2 separate regions of the Zea mays genome follow, and region 1 is linked to region 2. Evidence: chromatin contacts called from public Hi-C data. All regions are on one chromosome and are shown on one strand. The core of a region is the stretch at or near the end of the contact, and the rest is flanking DNA. Distances in the headings are between cores, read along the strand shown.

Region 1 (4,624 bases), core at 1,103-3,602, 730 kb before region 2:
GTCGTCGTGTCAGCATGCACCGGCGTTCACCTAGCAGCCCCATCACTCATCTCCATCACAGGGTTGGCGATGCTCGTTTCAACTGCACTACCTCTGCTGTCCCTGTCCGGCACCCGTTTCACCTGTTCCGCACGGCACAGTGCTTTGGCGGTCCACCGAAATAAACCGTGTGGTGGACTCTGGGCAGTCTCACGACTACAGACTGCAGCAGCGCGCAGGAACACGACGTGCTTTGTTGTTGGTCCGATCCGCAGCACCGCACATGCTGACATGCGTGGTCTCCAAGAAACTCGCGTTCAGCACGTCAGCCAGCCATGCGTATTGTGTGCTCCCTCCGCTCCGCGCCGAATGCAATTCTAGCACAAGGTATTATTTTAGCATTTTCATTTTGACCAATTATAAATAGAAACATTAATACTTATTATAATAAATTGATGTTATTAGATGACTATACTTTTATGTAAAAATGATTTAGAGTAAAAAAAAGTGCGAGCATCATTTGCTAGAAATTTCATCAAGCGCTAGCTAACCGATTTTTAAAACTTATATGTGGCGTATTTTTCTTTACATAGGAATGAGTAGTATGTTCGGTTAGTAACTGCTTCTCACGTCAACAGCTTCCCTGACCAATGCAAGTGTACTTCTCTGACCAATGCAAATGTACCTCGCCTTCGAAATCTTTGTGCTCGATCAGTTCAGCTGTAGTATATAGACACAGCCGGAGGGAACAAAGACTGAACGGGGATATATCAGTATATATGCCACGTGTACTGTGCGCGGCTACACAGACCACAAATCAGTACTCTCAGTGGAGTCAACACAGGCAACAGCTTTAGTTAGTGTCCAAGAATGCTTTTTGCGGTGGCCTGCTTTGACAAGGCAACGCGGCACTGGCAGACAGATACCATGCGCATGGCATGACCGCATGATATTGATAATTTGATATCACTGCATATGTGGGTGAAACGGCGACGGCCGGCAAGGCTGTAGATTCAAATCAACCAACCCGTTAGGTGCGCAGTTGTTTTTCCAGGACAGCCGAAAGGGCAAAGTGAGGAACAGTGGTAATTAAAGCTGGTGTCCAGATGCGTGCATGCATGGGTGTGTGTGACAAGGCTCCGACTCGATCCGACGCCGCGTTCAACTCCAGGGCCAGCCTGCAAGCACCACTGCTGCATATCAAAAACCCCACGCGCGCGTCTTATTCATCATGGATTGGCAAAACAGTCTTCCCTTGACAGTAGCCCGGCCCCGTCTTAATTTCTGTCCAGATGATCATTCTGTTCTGTCCTTTTTGCATGCAGCCTGCTGGCCGGGTACGTGGCGTTTCACAAGACGCTGGCCGAGACAGCGACCGCGGCGAGGTGACAAGAATGATCACGGTTCGGGCGCCGGTGGGCGGTGGCAAGCGACGTCGTCTCGGTCTGTCGGTCATCGGTCCCCCGGCCCGGAGTAGCTAGTTGCCCATGCGGCCATTCCATTGGTCATACGATGCCACCCGCTGGATTCATGTTTCGAACATGCTCTAATTCACGAGCGCTTGGCAGTTCCACGACATTCTTGCGCAGGCAGAGAGGCAACAGCGTTTCGTATCGTTCGTTGCTATGGTTCGTCCAATCAAGTTCGGAAAACCCATGAACGTGTGATGATGACCAGTGTCAAACAAGAAGCGTGCTAGTTGTAGTAGAGCTGCTCTTCGTAGACTCAGCTCAGGCCTCGCATGCTAATCGCTATTATTACCGTGTGCTCCATGTGTGTGTCTGTCCTGTTTCCACGACAGTTCAATCGACCGGCAGTATTTCTGCATGTGTTATGGAACCATTGCGCATGCGTTTATGGAAAAAAGGAACGCGACCGATGGTTCTACAGAGAATATTGACGAGAGACTGGGAAATACGTACAATGCCAGCTTTCTCTCGCATGTGCCTTCGTGAAACTTTGAGTTGAATCTTTGAACGCCAACCCCATTTCTTTCTGAATAAATAAATCAAGATTAAAACTTGGAATCAGTTCTCTTTGTTTGCGTACCACTTGGTCGGTCCAGTTGGAGTGTAAATAAATAAAACTCTAATGTACGTGGACCTGGACCTGGACCTGTGGACCATCGCTGGAGACTCACCAAGCAAGTAGCCCAACTTGCGTTCCAGTCCATGTACTTCCACGTGATCGTGATCGTGATCGGGCCCACACATCTACGACTCGATCGCACTCATGACCCAACAGGCCAACATGAGTTTTTTCCCCGTATATCCATGGACCTTAACTGAGTAAACGGGCTCCTAAAGAGGCCCAGTATCACGTTTTTTTTTATTTTCATCCCAGTTAATCATAGCCGCACGTTTGATGGTCACGCTCCGGTCACTCCTTGTCCCTGAGTCCTGTTCAAGAATCAAGACAAACTGGCAACGAGAAACTAGCGGATTTCCTGAATCCTGAGTTCCTCACCGGCGAGGCGAGCACGGAAAAAATCGCATGGCCTTGCAGCACGCAGGTCCAGCTAGCTCTACGCTGACCACCGGCCGTCATGGCAGGAGCGCCGCAGCCGTCCTCCGTAGGCCACCGACGGGTTCTAGCAGCCGTTTGAGGGCGCATGCGCAGAAACCCGTCGCCGGATCCCGTTCCCGTGGCGCGGGAGCCGAGACCGCGACGTCCCCCTCATCCTCCCGCTCGGAGAACGCCGTCCTCAAGGCCGCCTGGTACGGCTCCGAGCTCCTCGGCATCGCCGCGTCGCTTCTCCGGCCCGCGCCGTCGTCGCCTCAGGAGGGGGATGCTGGCGGTGGCGGTGACGCAGAGGGCGAAGCGGCGGCGGTGGCGGGGGCCCTGGACCTGGACCACGCGGGAGTGGCCGAGGCCATTAAGGCGGACTTCGCGCGGTCGTACTTCGTCACAGGTCTCAATCTTCTCCAATGAACTGTCACGGGTACGTGCTTGATTAATTATCTGAGAACGGAACGCGTGCCGTGTGCGTTCCGGCTCGTTTCGTAGGGAATCTCACGCTGAGAGCTTACGAGGAGGACTGCGAGTTCGCCGACCCGGCGGGCTCGTTCAGAGGCCTGCGGCGGTTCAAACGGAACTGCACTAATTTTGGGTCTCTGCTCGAGAAATCGAACATGAAGCTCACTAAATGGGAGGACCTGGAGGTACGTGCGAACCACACTCTCCAGCAACAGAAGTCTATAACTTTGTAATTTGAAACACCGAGATGTGTCAACCATTGGTGGTAAAAACAAATGAACAAAAACCGACTGATGTGTGTGCCGCTGCTCGATGCATCCGGTTGCAGGACAAGTCGATCGGGCACTGGCGTTTCAGCTGTGTCATGTCGTTCCCCTGGAGGCCTATTCTGTCAGGTGATTCCAGTTTTGTTGAAGTGAGCCAAACCAGGGCTTGATCCCTGCTGGTCCATTCATGTTGTTGCTCACCTCAGTTCGCCGGCTGTTTTATGCGTATTTTGCTCGGGCCCTGACACGGTGTTTACTGTCGTCCTGCTGTTTCAGCAACCGGGTACACGGAATACTATTTCGATGCTGAATCGGGGAAGGTGTGCAGGTACTGAAAACTTATATGCACTCGTGTTCAGCGATCCTAGGGTCACGAACATCCAAGCATATTTGTGGCTAGCCACTCGATAGATGTTCTACATGCGTATGTGGCGAGGACTGACAGCCCCTGTTGTCATCCAGGCACGTCGAAAATTGGAACGTTCCAAAGATGGCGCTCCTTCGGCAGATTTTCAGGCCGAGCCGATGGGTCTGGGAGAAGCGTTAAAGCCTGCAGTGGCCGTTGTTTTATGTTCCAAACCAAAATGCATGTGCGTGTACGTACTAGATATGTAAAAGTACACTCAGAAGAATAACTCGTATATATACTAGCAGTATATAAAATGTGGATTTACAAAAAAACAAAAAATAAGAGTTATCGTATACATGCAAGGCCCACCGCGGCCCATATTCAGGAACTTTCGGCCGTATTTCTTCATGTGCTCGGCCCTTTTTACACAGACAGGGGCTCCTAGGGTTTCTTCTCTCCACGTCTTTATAAGCAGAAGCTATGGAGCGGCGAGGCGTGGTCGTTGGCTCGTTGCGGCGCTGGCTGCGTACTTCAATGGCGGCTGTCTCTCTTTGTTTTGTTTCGTTTTCACTCCAAGCTGCCGAGGAGATAATTAATCTCCCCCTTTCGATTTTTGTTCGGTGGAATTTGTATGCCTCTCTTCACAGTTTTTGCATTTTTTGGTTTCCTCTGTCTGCTGTAATGGCGTTCATGGTCAGATGATTAGATCATAACTGCAACAAAATGATCTATGATCTGATTACTAGTTTTAAGTCTCTGATGACCTCTCCACTGCCATTGCTAATGCTTCTGTTGCTGTCGTTTTTTCGTTTCCGTTTTATTTTTGTTGTCTGAATTCGCGTTGGATGTGATGAAGAAAAGATTGGTCCGTGTTTCTGATTTTCAGTGACTGATAGCCATCCATATTTTCCTTCTGATCCCATGCAGAAGTGCTCGCCTTCAATTGATAGGTTTTTCTCCTTATGTGCTTCACTCGGAATGTTTACGCCATTTCGATTGCGAATTGCGGGCGATTTGTGGTGATGAATTATGAACACACTTCGCATGTCAGACT
Region 2 (4,570 bases), core at 67-2,566:
GCGCCGCACGCTACCGCGCGCGCTCCCTTGCATGGCGGCTACAGCGCGCGCGCTAAAGCCCGCAGCGCAGCACGCTATCGCGCACTCCACCGCGCGGTACTCTTCTCTCTCCCCTCAGCTGCAGCGCGCGCGCTCTCCCCTACCACTGTTCCTGTGGGCCCGCCTTTAATTAATAGTAGAAGAAAAATTGATAGTAGATGAAAAGTAGGTATAGAAAATTATATTTTATATTGTAGTGGGATATAGGGGGAATATTTAGGGGAAACCACTGCGGGAGATGAAAAAGTAGGGGATACACTATTGATGATGTGACCCAAAAAAGTGATATAGGGGAAAAATTTAGAGGAACCCGCTGCGGATAGCCTTATTCCCAAACCTAAATCGAGGTCCCAGCCACACAACACCGCCTCCCAATCCCCAATCCCTAGGCGAGCATGGAGTCATGGACGCCCCCTTCTGTTCCCTCGCATCGAGCAAGGCGAGCACGGACGCAGATAAGAGCATCAATCTTTTTGTAAGCCGAAAAGAGCAAGAATCTTAGTTCAGAGGGAAACGATCGATCCGCGCGAATACATGCATACACATTATTGCATCTTTCCGCTATAGACGATGGCGCATGTTTATCTATCTATCTGTCTGTCTGTCGAGACGTGCTAGCGCAGCAATTACTATACGGGAGGGAGACAGAAACCTCAGTCACCCCGGCGAGCGCCGAACGAACTCTGCACGTCGTCCCACGCCGTGGGCAACATGGGCGCGCGGCACAGCGGGCAGGTGGCCGCACCGTCGCCACTGCGGACCCAAGCATCGATGCAGGCGGCGTGAAACGCGTGCGAGCAGCCGCACAGCTCCACGACCGCCTGGAAATCTCCCTGTTCCAGACCCGCCAAGCAAATCGCGCAGACGGCCGCGCCCTCGGCGTCGCCTTCTGCGTCCAGCTGGACGTCCGCCGGCTGCGCAACCCGCCGCCGCCTGTACCGTGGAGCCGTGAGCGACCGCGTCACGGTCTCCCACAGCATCGCCTCCAGGAGGCGTTCCAAGTCAACATCGTTGACATGCTCGCCGACGCCGCCTAAAGCCTGTCCTGGCAGATGCACCTCGCCCTGGCACGGCGCGACGCCGAGGCGGTCCAGGATCACCCCGGCGATGAAGCGGAGGAGGTCGAGGAGGTCGCGCAGAAGCAGGAGGTTTCGCCGCAGAGGGAGCTCGTAGCTGTGGTCGAAGCTGGGGTTGCTCATCGGCGATACATACGCGGTAGGCTGTGGTAGCACATCACTGATGCCTGATCGAGCGCAGCCGCGTGCTGCTGCCTGCGTGGAATTCTTGCTTGCAACAGGCGCTTCTTTATAAGCTGCAACAACAGGCACATCAATAGCGGAGGTTGCGCGTTGCAGTCGCCAGTCGGTTGGGCTTAGAGATGGCAATGGGGACCCGATCCCCGATTCCCCGCGGGGAATTCCTCTATTAGGGGATGGGGATGGGGAAGTTTCTTCCCCACGGCGATGTAAATGGGGAAAAGTTCTCCCCCGACGGGTAAACGGGGACGGGGATGGGGAAGCATTCCCCATCCCCGTTCCCCGTGGGGACCCGTTAAACTTACATGTGACAATGTTTTGATGTAATAGTTAATGATAAAAGTAAAGAATTACCTTGTCAAGAGATCACCCGTTGTACAAATACATTAATTTTAATGTGCACATAATGAATTTTACATCTAACAATGTGTATAAGTGACAATATTTTACATTAATAACAAATGAAGTATGATTTAATTATAATTTAAGTGGGGATGGGGATCCCCGACGGGGATTTATCCCCGCGGGGAACGGGGATGGGGAAGAAATATCCCCCGCAAGCGTTCGTGGGGATCCCCGCGGGGAAATTTTTTTGTCACGGGGACGGGTTTGGGGAGCTAAAACCCGACGGGGAATTCTCCGTTGCCATCCCTAGTTGGGCTATAAGAGAGGAAGCAGCAATCGAGCGTTGTGGGCTTGTGGCCAAACAGTTGGCTTGGTGGTATTTTTCGAGCCCCAGCGTAATAGCGATTTGCGTGTGGTCGTTGCAGCAGCATCTGGACCACAAATGTCGTGGTAGCGGTACGTGAAGCGTGAACATCAGCGCATTATGGAACTTGATGACTACGTGTTGGTCACAAGTTGGAGGAGTTGGAGGTTGTAAAGAAGTCCATTTTTACCCTTTGTCTGCCTCATCAGCTCATCTAATTCAAAATTTTAGATAGGCTAGAAGCCTGCCCGTACCTTACCGTGGGAATTGCAAATAACTTGAAATAAATTTAGACTACGTATAATTACTTATATGAAGAAATAAACTATTATAAATTAATGTTAGTGGATGGGTGACACGATGACGTGAACAACTAAATACATATTAGTAGATCATGTGCACGCTGATGCGTATTACTACCTCCGTTATTAAATATTTGTGGCTAGCTAGTTTATTTTTAAACTATACCACAACAAATAAAAAAATGAAGGGAGTACATAATTGCAAATGCTAGTCGACTACAACACATTTAATAGTAGACAATTGGGTGGACAACTTGCATATCGACCTAAGCTCATAAAATCATTCAAATTATCAATGTGCCCTTTTCAAAAAGACTTTAATAACAATTTTGTCTTCTTTTAGTTAAAGTAACATAAATACTTGATAAAGCTATTAGCCACACAAACATCTTTAAGATTTTAAAAATTCCAAACAAATCTTGAAGATACATTTGCACATTCTAATCCAAAAAAACACTTAGACCTTATAAAAATATATTTTGAAGCTTCCAAAATTTAGATTCACTCTAAGAAAAAAGTAAAATTATCTTAAATTTTAAAAAGTTCCCAAAACATTCTAATTGATGTATAAACATGTTTTAAAATTTATGCTTGCATCTACGGAGCATGTCTATGACGAGGCATGCGGGCACGGGTGCAATCCAAACTAAATTGAGCAACTTATGCTTGCATCTACGGAGCCGCATCTGATGAGCCACAGGTTGCAGTGAGCCAAGCGCTGGAGAGAACCAATCACGTGGTTTACTGAAACATGCAACACTGATATACATGAACATCCTATGAGCCAAAAGGTGACAGGGGGCAAAGATTTCAATGACATTAAAAAAAATAAATGAAAAGATAAACTAGCTTTGTTTTACTAATGGAAAAAGAGTTCGACTTCAACCTCTTATAATAATGTATCGGTCCACACGAAAGTATAGGCCATGCTATGACAATCGTAACCAGTTGCGCAACAAAAAGTGCGACACCACACAAGAAAAAGTTCCACATTATTGTCAATTCCAGAAATTGACATTCATGGTCCCTATGAAAACAAACCATCCATGACATGTGCAAATTAATTCCCACAGCAAGTATGGGTCAACATTTCCTTTTGTTTCTACCTCATTGCAATGGCGCGCCTCCTTAAGGACTTGTTAGATTGCGTCTATATCGAAGATGGTTGGAGGGGATTAAATCACTCCCTAATAAAAATTGAGCAAAAGGGGATTTAATCTCCCATTCCTTGAATGGTGCTTTTTGCTGATTTTTCATGAAAACCCTATTTAGGACAAGACATACAAGTCATTATAGCATTCCTTAGAATGTCTTGATGATTCTAACATGGCGTTAACCATCCTAGTAGAGTCTGGTTCTTTTTTCCGCAATCCAATTGAATTGTGGCGAATAGAGAGGTGTCTTCTCATGAATGATCTCTTGTTCTTCACAGGATGAGTTGAATTCGTTTGAGAAATACTCTCCACCATGATCGGACCTAAAGATGTTTAATCTGCCTCTCAAATTGATTTTCAACTCCTGTCTTTTTTTCAATAACGTGACATACATTGTTTGTACTTCCATTACTTCTCTAAACAATTGGTGTTTGATACATATCTGAAAAGAGACCATATTTAGGTACATAACAAAAGTTATATACTTTTTATTCTCAGAAAAGTCTAATTAACTTAGAATTTGTAATGGATGGATCAACATCTATCAAAAGCAATGTTTTGTGGAAGCTTACATCTGTACTTTGTAATTAGCACAAGGAAATAGTAATAAGTTGGACAAAATCATCCTTACATCGGAATTTGTCAACCTAAACCTTGTCTGCATCTTCAGGGTGGACCCAACGTAATGTTAGGTGGGACCCGAAGGGAATCCAAGACTCCAGTCCAGAGGAGGATTTCAAAGATCCAGTTATTGGCAGATGCTCAAGAATACAAAAAGGTCTTCATTTTTTTTTCCCTGTCGTGGCCGGCGTAGTTCACTCACTCCAACGATCCTCCGGGCCTAAACCGGTCGAGGCAGCTGGCCGACTGGAGGCCCATGTTCCAGAACGCGTCGTAGTACTCCTGGTAAGTGAAGGGGCGGTAGGCCAGAGGGTGGCCGTCGTCCACCAGCGCGTCGGCCGGCGCGATCACCGCGTCCGGGGACGGGCAGTAGAACGTCGGCACCGAGATCCGCTCGCTCTCGCTGTTGACGATCACGCGGTGGAGCACGCTCTTGTACCGGTCGTTGCTCAGTGCCTGCATCCATGCATGCATCGGATACAATAGGCG

Evidence for each region. Hi-C and Micro-C count contacts between places; a contact is called where the count stands out from the background.
Region 1: a contact with region 2 is called in a Hi-C map of ear, with 1.8 times the contacts expected there. The contact joins the promoter of LOC100216931 here to the promoter of LOC100284649 in region 2. A contact is called at or near these places in 4 of 25 Hi-C or Micro-C datasets (bundle sheath, ear, root tip and 1 more).

What each region holds. Positions count from the first base shown.
Region 1 is chr2:16,509,453-16,514,076 of Zm-B73-REFERENCE-NAM-5.0, reverse strand. LOC100216931 reads left to right here and starts at 2,352. Exons shown (of 5, transcript NM_001366947.1): 1 at 2,352-2,890; 2 at 2,986-3,140; 3 at 3,284-3,350; 4 at 3,498-3,549; 5 at 3,684-3,925. The coding sequence starts at 2,473. The coding sequence ends at 3,768. It overlaps LOC111591024 (small nucleolar RNA R64/Z200 family), which reads left to right and starts at 4,582; the gene lies at 4,582-4,624. It also overlaps the pseudogene LOC111591010.
Region 2 is chr2:15,775,764-15,780,333 of Zm-B73-REFERENCE-NAM-5.0, reverse strand. LOC100284649 (zinc finger, C3HC4 type family protein) reads right to left here and starts at 1,316. Exons shown (of 1, transcript NM_001157544.2): 1 at 541-1,316. The coding sequence starts at 1,238. The coding sequence ends at 693. It overlaps LOC100501142, which reads right to left. Exons shown (of 4, transcript NM_001365475.1): 4 at 3,813-4,537. The coding sequence ends at 4,280.